2 separate regions of the Cricetulus griseus genome follow, and region 1 is linked to region 2. The links are chromatin contacts, called in public Micro-C maps. All regions are on one chromosome and are shown on one strand. Each heading gives the region's core, a stretch centred on a gene start, on an enhancer-like site or on the middle of the called end of the contact. The rest is flanking DNA. Distances are from core to core; before and after follow the strand shown.

What was found. A called contact is a pair of places that touch in the nucleus more often than the background predicts.
Region 1: a Micro-C map of the CHO-K1 cell line shows a contact between it and region 2, with 2.2 times the contacts expected there. The contact joins two enhancer-like sites. A contact is called at or near these places in 3 of 8 Hi-C or Micro-C datasets (the CHO-K1 cell line and fibroblasts).

The regions. Positions count from the first base shown.
Region 1 is chr8:29,608,387-29,613,213 of CriGri-PICRH-1.0, forward strand. Syn2 (synapsin-2) reads right to left here. Exons shown (of 14, transcript XM_035448559.1): 3 at 275-332. Among named protein-coding and RNA genes, the nearest start is that of Timp4, 17 kb to the left of the region's middle. Within about 2 kb of position 1,520, at least 1 of the 6 cell types and tissues checked has open chromatin away from gene starts, as enhancers often do. A contact at or near this core is called in the CHO-K1 cell line, where this site is marked.
Region 2 is chr8:29,464,024-29,469,411 of CriGri-PICRH-1.0, forward strand. No RefSeq gene overlaps it. Among named protein-coding and RNA genes, the nearest start is that of Pparg, 64 kb to the left of the region's middle. Within about 2 kb of position 4,073, at least 2 of the 6 cell types and tissues checked have open chromatin away from gene starts, as enhancers often do. A contact at or near this core is called in the CHO-K1 cell line, where this site is marked.

The sequences.
Region 1 (4,827 bases), core at 270-2,769, 140 kb after region 2:
GAGTAGGCAGACAATGAACAGAAGACATGTACCCAACCAGAATTACACTGCCACCAACAGCATGGAGGTGTGGCCAGTATCCTAGGAAGATATTGCTTTAAGACTTCTTGGTTTGGGGACCCTGCATTGCAAGAGACCATGGAGAACCACACTGTTTCTGAACTGTTGAGTTAAGCAAATAACAGGAGGTGCAGAGTCGAGAGCCCAGTGAGGACACTGCACTCCACTGGCCAGGACTAGATTGTTCACTCTGACATGATAGAGGGCTGATTACCTGTTCCACCTTGATGTCATAATCTCCAAGGACTTTTTTGCCCCGAAAGCACTTGGCCCTAGAGAAAGGGAGGAGGGCATACAGATTAGTTTTGTGCAAGTGTTTGAACTCAGACAAGTACTCTCCCCAGTAAGAGTTCTATAGCAGATGAACCCCCAGACTGAGAGTCGGGAAACTTGGGTTTGGCTCTTCACTTGCTACTGTCTCAAGCAAGTCCTTTCTTTTAGTTCAGTTTACCCACCTGCAAACTAGTTCACAGTTCCCTTTCACTTTCAACCTGTTATGATTTAATCCCCCATATTACTCTCTCTCTCTCTCTCTCTCTCTCTCTCTCTCTCTCTCTCGTCCAGAAACAGGAATTCTCTGTGTTGTTCTTGGTAAAGACTATGTTAATCTGACATACCTCTTGGGTTTCCTTATCTTCTTTCTAACCCTGTGCTTTACTCCACGTATAATTGTCATTCACCTGTGGACTTTTAGGATTTAAAGAAATTGCTATTGGACTGAATTATATTTGGTTGAGTTGTTGGCTGAAGGGGTCCCATGGAGGTCCCCAAACAACCCAGACCAATGTTAGGACAGAGGATTGTTTTATGCAAACTGACAGGGGAGGGAGGAGGAGGGACAACATCCACACATCTCATTAAATATGGAGAGGTTGAGTTGGTGCCTCCATGGAGCCTCTACCCCTCTGTTCTAGTCTCTTTGGTGTAGGAAGGTACTCTGCAGGCCACTGAAAGAGAAACATGGACACCAACCCAGCCACAAAACCTTCAACCTACAGTCTGTCCTGCTTGCAAGATATGTTGAGGAAATGGTGGCTCAGCCAATGTCTGATTTAACTTGGGGCTCAATCCACAAGAGGGAGCCAGCCCATTCCTGACACTGAATGACCAGAAACTGGAGACTGGATAGCCCAGAGACCTAGGGTAGAACCAAATATGATAGGTCTAGAAAAAAATATCAGTAAAATGATTCCTAATAGTATCCTGCTATATTCATAGATCAGTGCCTTGTCCAGTTGTCATCAAGGAGGCTCCCTCTAGCAGTAGATGGGAGTTGATGCAGAGACTCACATCCAGACTTGTGGAAAGAGAGTCTAAATTGGAGGTCTCCATTGCTTCCCTCCCCTTGGAGCTCAGGAAATCCCTCGGATGAGGCGGCACAAAGATTGTATGAGTCAGAGGGGGAGAACACCAGGAGAACATGGGCTACTGAACCAACAAAGCAGGGTCCATATGGGTTCACAGAGACTGACGTGGCAAGCACAGGACCTGCACGGGGCTGCACCAGGTCCTCTGCATGTATACTATGACTGTTAGCTTGGTGTTTTTGTGGAACAGCTAACTGTGGGAGTGGGTGTATCTCTGACTGCCTGCTTTTGTGACTCTTCCTCCTGGTGGGTTGCCTTGCCCAGCTTCGGTATGAGGGCCTTTGCCTTGTCTTACTGTATCTTGTTTTGTCATATTTGGCTGTTGTCTCTCTGAGGCCTGCTCTTTTCTGATGGGAGATGGGAGGGAATGGGGGTGAGGGGAAGGGGAGGGAGCTAGAAAGAGTGGAGGGAGGGAAAAATGTGGTCAGGATGTATCATATGAGAAGAATCTTTCCAAAAATAATAAAAGCTGGAATCAAAACTAAAAAGAAATCACTATTAACTCTTGATTTCTTCATACACACACCAGGAAAGCTGACAACCAAGGCAAGCAACTGCAACTGAGCATAAAACTTATCTTGTGTCACAGACACTCAGGAAAATGAGTCAAGCTGAGTCATGCTGCTCAGTGTCTTCCCAACCTACAAGGGTTGAGAGGAACTTCACCTTGATGCATTAAGGCATTAGAGCTGTGTGAGGAGATCACATTTTTGCAACATATTTACATTCCTTCTCTCCTGGCCTCTAATTTTTCTTCTGTCTGTAGGATTTTTCTTCTCTGCTCATTTAGCCTTTGTTCTCTGCTTATAAAAAAAAAAAAAAAAAAAAAAAAGCCTAGTTACCTGTGCCTACAGGCTAAATCATGCTTGCTTTTTTCAGTGCTCTACATTTCCAACTGGCTTATTTCATTGGAGATTTTCTAAATCTCTCTTCAAAATAAAGGAATAAATTGGTATTTCATTTGCCATTGCGGTCTAGGAGCTGCATGCTAAGAATATTTTTGTTTAATTCTCATAATGACAGACCAGACAGGGATAAAATTCTTTAAAACAAAGGAATTCAGGATTCACAGGAAAAAAAATGACATTTCCAAGGTCATTTGGCAAGGTCAGTGCAGCCACGAAGGACAATGAGTGCAGCGCCCCCATTCCAGACCGCACCATCTCCCTCTGCTGATCTGCTCCCCCCACTCTCCCACACTATGGAAACTGACTGACCATGTGCACTGATTTTTTTTTCCATTTTTCTTCTTCCACTCAAAAGAGACTTAGTGATGCTATGAGTACTTGTCCCACTACAAATACTTCCTATCCTGGTTCCTGTCAACTTACTCAGGATGAGGCCAGGCTATTTCCTTTCGCTCTATGGATTCTGGAACAGACCGTTCTAGGAAGTTGTCATTTGTGCTATCCAAGTCCCTGGCCACCCTGAAATTGCTCCTCTGAGGCACTGGGCCATCCTGGAGTTGGATCACTGAAGTCCAACCCCCCACCTCTGCCCTAATTTCTTCCTAAGTTTCTCATCAGCTTCCTCCCAGGACCCTGATCAACATTCACAGCCCAGCAAGCCCCTCAGTCAGGGTCCCTGTAGCACACGTTACTCTCTTAACACTTCTGTCTATGCATGGCACTGTCAATGTTCTGCAGATACTGACTCTCGGTCTTTTGCTCACTATTTTAACAAGGGAGAAGCAGAATCAATGACCTACAAGACAGCTTTTCTTTGGTTGTATGCCTACATTGCTATCTGAAGTGCTGATGCTGCTCCTGCCTTCATGTCTCAAATAACTTTTCTTTAAGATTAGCCTCAGAGACCTCCACAATAGCCTTTCATTCTTTATGAAGATTAGCATTTTCAAAGTATGTTCTTTGACACATTAGTGTCTCACAACTCTGTAAAAGAGCCAAGAGAGAGGATGCTTGCTGTCCATCAGACTTCTGGGGAAACAGAAACTTCAAACAGTTCAACAGCATGCAGACTCACAGAAGACATCATAAGTTAAACTGAGAACTGAAAGTTTGCATCTAGATGCTCACAGCTGCCAAGTTTTCTAACTTGCTCATTTATTTTGTGGGTTTTAAACAGTGATACTGGGGTATATTTATAGATCTTGGCTGGGTTTATCTGCCATTTCCTGCACCTGCCCATTGACCAAATTGGCTAATGGCACTGTTTTCATGCCCCAATGCTGCAAGCTATCCTAATGCCTTTTCCTTAAGGTAATTTGTCCTGTTGGAAATCATAGTTTGTGTTTCCTGGCCCAGGGTCATTCACTTTTCTTGGCTAAGCCACAGTATCATCTTCATAAAAAAGCCAAGATGGCAGCAAATGAAGTACAGAGCCCTCTTCTAGAGGAGAAACACATTCATGAAGCAATTGGCCCTTAGACATTCTGATTCATTTTCTAGAAAAAAAAAAAAACATGGAATAAGTTCCATAAGTTGCTAGCAAATGACAGAGACTCCCTGAGCTTAAGAGGGCACTAGCAAGAAGCAGTGTGCTGGGATCCAGAGGACAAGCTCCGCAGCCCCAGTCTGGGGTGTCAGTGCTGGCTGTAGCCTTCCCAGGCTATGTGACCTTTAAGAAAGATCCTACATTTAAACAAATAATAACAAAGTTATTTATATGGCTAAACCATTCAACCAATCTGTACTCATAAGAACATAAAAGGGTAAAAATGCAAATGTTCCATTTTCCCATTCATCTCTTATCATATACAATCCATTATCATTCCCAGCATGCCCTTCCAGTGGGGTAGGTGTATAGACACGACTGTATGTTCTAAACATACACATATAGCATCTTGCTACAAAAACTTTTGAGCCTTAATTTTCTCTCACCCAAGAGTGTGTCTCAGTGATAGTCTTTTTAGCACACAGCAGTGTGCTTGTCTTTGGTGGTACATGGTTTACATTTTAATATACATACATGGAACAAATGCTTTTTGTAGAATTTCTGATGCAATAAATAGACACAGCCACAGTTCTTACAGAATTATCAAACTGCTTCCTACCCAAGAAAAAGATTATATCACACATGCTCCTGTTTGAAAGTTTGGGAAATCTACTTCACCTATCTTGGTTTTCCCATACTGCCCCTTGTATAAGATGGCAACAGAGTAGGTACTTAGCATGGACTTTCTGATTGGCAATCTTATAAAATAATCCAGACTTATCCCCCGCTGTGCTCAACCCTAAACAAAACCCAAGATGTACATCCTTTGCAGCATGGTCTAAAAATATCTGTGGTGCCTGCATTGTCAATTTCCCCCTATTGTAACATTTTCTTAATACTCCTAGCAGCTGAGGATCCATGTGAGTCTAATGCCTTGCAGTTTCCTTAACAGACCAGGTAATGAACCATCTCCCCTTATTGCTAAAATGAGCAGAGGCATCTAGAT
Region 2 (5,388 bases), core at 2,823-5,322:
CAGGGTCTCCTGTAGGTCAGACTAAGCTTAAACTCACTATGTACCCAAGGATGACCTTGGATTTCTGATTTTCCCAAGGGCTGTGATACAGACATGTGTGCTACCACCCCTAGTTTACACAGTTATGGAGATGGAACCCATGGTGTTATTCACGCTAGACACATTCTGTCTACTAAGCTATATCCCATCCCAGTATACAACCTTAGCGTTATATAGAATATACGACTGTTGGAAGAATAAAATAAGATAGTGTATCAATGTGCTTTAAATAGAGCCTGAAACAGAGTTGCTGATCAATAACTATTAATGATAACTCTCAAAAACTAGCTTATCTTTTTGTTGCTTGAGTTAATTAAGAAACAGTCCTTCAGCAAGATGAGTAAGCGATATTTTAACTAAAGATTTAAATTATGTGATAGGTTAAACAGGACAATGAATGGTTTAAAAATATTCTGAGCAGGAAATCACACACTTCCATTTATCAATAATTTACAAACTAAGTTGCCCTGATGAGTAATTTTACACAAGAGAGTTAAGAGAGCTATTGAGGACTGGGAAAACAGAATCAGACTGTGGGTATGAGATATTAAAGCAGCAGTTATCTGCTGAGCATCTGCTATTCATTACCGGTGCTCTAGACAAGGAGCTACAGGATGAACATGGCAGACTCTTGTGCAACTGCACATGCGAGGGAGGACACAACTGGAAATCAGTGGTTCAAGGATCATCTGCTGCTGTTTGGAAAAGGAGTGTAAAAGCGAAAGTTGTTAAGAGACAATCCAGAGTTACTTCAACAAGCTACTGTGCTTTATACGAGCATTTACTAGTCGTACTGGCTGGGTTTATGTCAACTTGACACAAGCTAGAGTGAGAAGAAGCCTCAATCGAGAAAATGCCTCTTTAAAATCCAGCTGTAAGGCATTTTCTTTAGTGATTGATGGGGGAGGGCTCAGTGCATTGTGGGTAGTGCCACCCCTGGGCTGCTTGCTGGTCCTGGGTTCTATAAGAAAGCAGGATGAGCAAACCAGTGATCAGCTTTCTTTCATGGCCTTGTGCATCAGCTCCTGCCTCCAGAATCCTGACTGTTTCAGTTCCTGCCCTGACTTCCTTCAATGATGAACAGTACAGTGGAAGTGTAAACCAAATAAACCCTTTCCTCCCTAACTTGCTTTTTGCCCATGGTGTTTCATCAAAGCAACAGTAACCTTAACTAAGACACCAGTGAGTCAAGGCCTATTGACCCCCATTGGACAGTTTGAGAATTAGCAATTTGATACTTTTAAAACGCATTTGGAAAACAATCAATAGAAACCACATTGTCAGGAAGACCAGCAAAAATGTCAGAATAAAGGCATCACCATTTTTGCTCTTTTAGTTAGTAGATTAAAAACACATATTAGTTTCACATTGCAGTCAAAGTCTTGACCAAGGGAAGAGATAATAATAGACAATGAGAAACAGAGATGCAAAGGAAGGATATTCAGAAGAAGCAGTTGTGAAAACCCAGAAAAGAGAATATAAAAAGCACCAGGAATGAAAAAGTAGGGCAAAGAAGAGGGACTAATGGCCAGAGCTACTATAAGAAGTGAGGGGGAAAAAGAAGAATGAGGGAGAGGGGAAGGAGAAAGGGAGGGAGGCACAAAAAGGAAGAAAGGGAGAAAACAAGGGAAGGAAAAGGGCATGAGGGAAGGGGACAGAAGAGAGGAGAGACTCGGAGGTTCTGGCTGCCATTCAGCAGTAATAACGTGCATGCTCAGATTCAGCTACTCACTTCTAATTTAACCATCAGGATTGGTTACCATTGGCATTTTAAATACTTCATAGACATTAAGATACCACCAAAACTATTTAACCCAAACTTTCATATTGGTAATTACATCTAAATGTCACCTTAAGGAAAGTGTCTTAACTTTTTTTCAAAGCTTAAACTCTTCCCTAATTACTACTATGCCTATTTAGACACTAATTTTCCACTTGAGATGTTTGATCTACTATCACTTCACAAACTACAAAATATTCAATAACTATTTGAGTGCCTATTATCTATCAGATAATGTCCTAGGCACATGTCAAAATTTTATATACATTTTGGTGAAAAGCATTATCTGTTTTACTCACACACCATAAGGGGGGGGTGTCAACTTTTAACATGTATTTTACTAGAAATGAAATGAAATACATTTTTTCTTCTGCAGACAACCTTTTTCTTCACCTGACATTATAAGCACTAAAATAATCCCTATGAAAAGAATGTCCCTCATCTGGGTTAGAACATTATAGCATTTCTCAAAAAGCAAACTGAGGATATTACTCCTATTTATAAAAGTCTAAAAAGTTACAATGTTATAAAATGCAACTCATCAGTAAGTATTACATCTAGGTACTAGACATTGAAAGGAACAATTTGATGTAATGGATAAATCAAATAGGCTGAATAATAAAAGCTATCTATTTTTCCCACATCAAAACAGCATCCCACTGCAGCATGGAAAAGGGAGGTAGGTACCACGCCCCACTCCTAGTTAAGAACCTATTGGAAACTGGTAGCTTCTGGGAAAGGAAGAGTCAGTTTCTATTAAGAGTGTAGTCCCTGGTAGCTCTACCATGATCTAGTGGAAAGCCACACATTCAACAGTATACAGCCACACATTCAACAGTACACAGGCCACACAAACTGGATTTGATAGGTAAAAATAAAACAAGGACACAAAGTTGAGTGGTCAGCAAAGGAGAAGTGGATCTGAGAAGTGAGGAGAGTGAATGTGACCAAAACACGTATGTAATTCTCAAAGAACTAATTTTTTAAAACAAAAAATGGCACCCCACAGATATCCTCAAATGGGTAGTCACATCAAGTTTTGTTCAATCATGTCATTACATCACAGAAGTGAAAAACAAATGACTTAAAGGTCAGCAGCTTGACTTAGATTTACGTAACTCACTTCTGCAGAAATTTGCATTACTTGTGAAAAACATCACGTGAAAGAGGAACTTACTATAAATATTAAAATTGGAAATAAATAAACGGCTGAGAAAGCATTGGAAAATAATAGTTTCTTTAAAAAGAATTGGAGAACTACAGAGTGTAGGGGTGTGTGGCTCATTGGTATAGCATGTGCTTGGCACATAGAAGAGACTGGTTTCAGTTCCCAGCAACACACACACACACACACACACACACACACACACACACACACACACACAAATCCAGTTTCAGAACTAAGTGTAGGACACATTTAAAAATTGAATTTGCACATATATTCACATAAACTTATTTACAAGTACTGATGAAAAAGCTAAAAACTTAGCATATGTTAATGTTGCAAAGTAGCTAATTAAAAGGAAGTGTGTTGGGGAAGCCATCTTAGAAGAGACTCATTTGGACTCTAATGACAAAGCATTTTCCGCTTACTCAGCAGCCTTTCCCACTGCTGGATAGCTATAGTTATTACAATTCTTTATACTGAGCTGAACTATGGCTTTCCTAAATGTCTGGCTATCCTTTGATAAATAAAGACTATGTGACAGTTCTATAAAGAAAGGAACCAGCTCTGTCATGCCAACTGTTATAGCCTCTGTGTCCAACATATAAAATGATACACAGAGAGGATACCCTAAAATCTATGACAAGTCCACAGAATAGTTTATTCTTCAAGACAGTATGGAGCTAATACGAGGGTGAAAGGCATTCTCTTTGCAATATACTGTGGATACTTTTATGAAAGGTCATAATCTTGAATCCTATGACAATGTCACCCCAAAGCTGTCCTCCCTTGCTCCAGGTCAGTGTGTAGACTCTGCCTTTGCTTCAGAGCATGGCCCAGGTGGGCCTTTGTCTTCATTCCCACAGGTGTGCCACACATTAAGTCCAGATTTTGTTAACAGCTTCCTGATGGCTTTCTCTGCACACAGCTGCCAGTTAATCTTCGGGCTAAATCATCTCCAACTTCTTCTTGAGATCTGGAATCTCCACACTGCTAAGATAAAACCCCTACTCCTCCATCTGCATTCCAGACCATTTACCATCAGTCTGAAAGATCTACATTTCCAACCCTATTTCTGACTGCTCATATCTCTGTATTCCCCACCTCCAGTTGGTTTGTGTGGAGTCCCCTGGGGCTGTGCTGAGTCACTATTCCAGCCTTGGTTTTCTTCCCTGGAGATTCTTTTTTTCTTTCTCTTTGACTATCTCAAGCCAGGAACATTAATTTTTGAGGAAACATGAAATTATCCATTTCATAGTTTACAATACATTGGTGTCTAGTATATTCTTGTCTATTTTGCTTTTAGTTGACACATAATGATTGTATACAATGTACGGTACAGTGTAATCTTTCAATACATGTACACAATGTGCAGTGGTCAGGCCAGGGTCACTGGCTAGAACACTGGAAAAGCCATGCAACCAGGAACTAGCCATGTGGCTTGGCAGTTAGCTGCTTGTCTAGCATGCACATGAGCCTGGGTTTGATTCTCAGTACTGCATTAAAAAAGAAAAGAAAGGCAGCTCTAAGTCTCCTTGTATATAGTTTCAAAGCATCTTCATCCCCAAAGAAAACCTGCATTTGTGAAGCAGTGACTCCACCACTGATCTGCCTATGTTCTTTATGCAATGACCTGCTCTATTCGGCTTGTTGTTTCTTTCTCTGTACATTTTTGTATTGGTTTTCTTAAGGCTACCCTCTTGAACTTCTGAACTATTCTCTGCAGGCCTTTTCCTGGCTATCTGCTCTCTCCTTTGAATTTCAGTCACATTCATTTTTAGCCCTGAAACATCATGTTGCTGTGGGTTGTTGGTTAACCATTTCAACTGTACCCTTTAGGACTTAGGTGGATACTCTGTGTCTTTCTCTATATCAACGATAACCTACTAAACAGGTGTTTAATTCCTTTGTGTGCAGCAAGACATGAAAGAGTACTAAAATGAAACAGAAGTTTGGATAATTAAATGAGAGAGCATTTCAACCCCCTTTGTCTCTTTATCCTTCCTGAGGGTCTCCTCTTGGGAAGAGAAGGGTCTACGTGTATCTAGTCAGTGTTTATTTGCCCTAGCAGCTGAACAGGTGTGAGATCAGGAGGAAAATGGCAGGTTGCCCAAGGGTGGAGAGGGTGCATGCTCTCTGCATTCAGGGTTAGCAAATAGACTCCTACCTTCATTCCACATCTACAGATGAAGTCCTACAAGGAAGAATTGGGTGTCCAGAGATGTTTCACAAGGCAATATTTGAGAGAGGCTCATTTTTTGGTTTTGTTTTTATATGTAAATAAGTTTCTCAGCCTTATACTTTGAAGTTGCTCATTAATACAGCTCTTCCTTGAAAAAGTTAACTATTAAATAACTATAACAGTAGTGCTTGTGGTTCATATGAAATAGCTGAGCAATTAAAT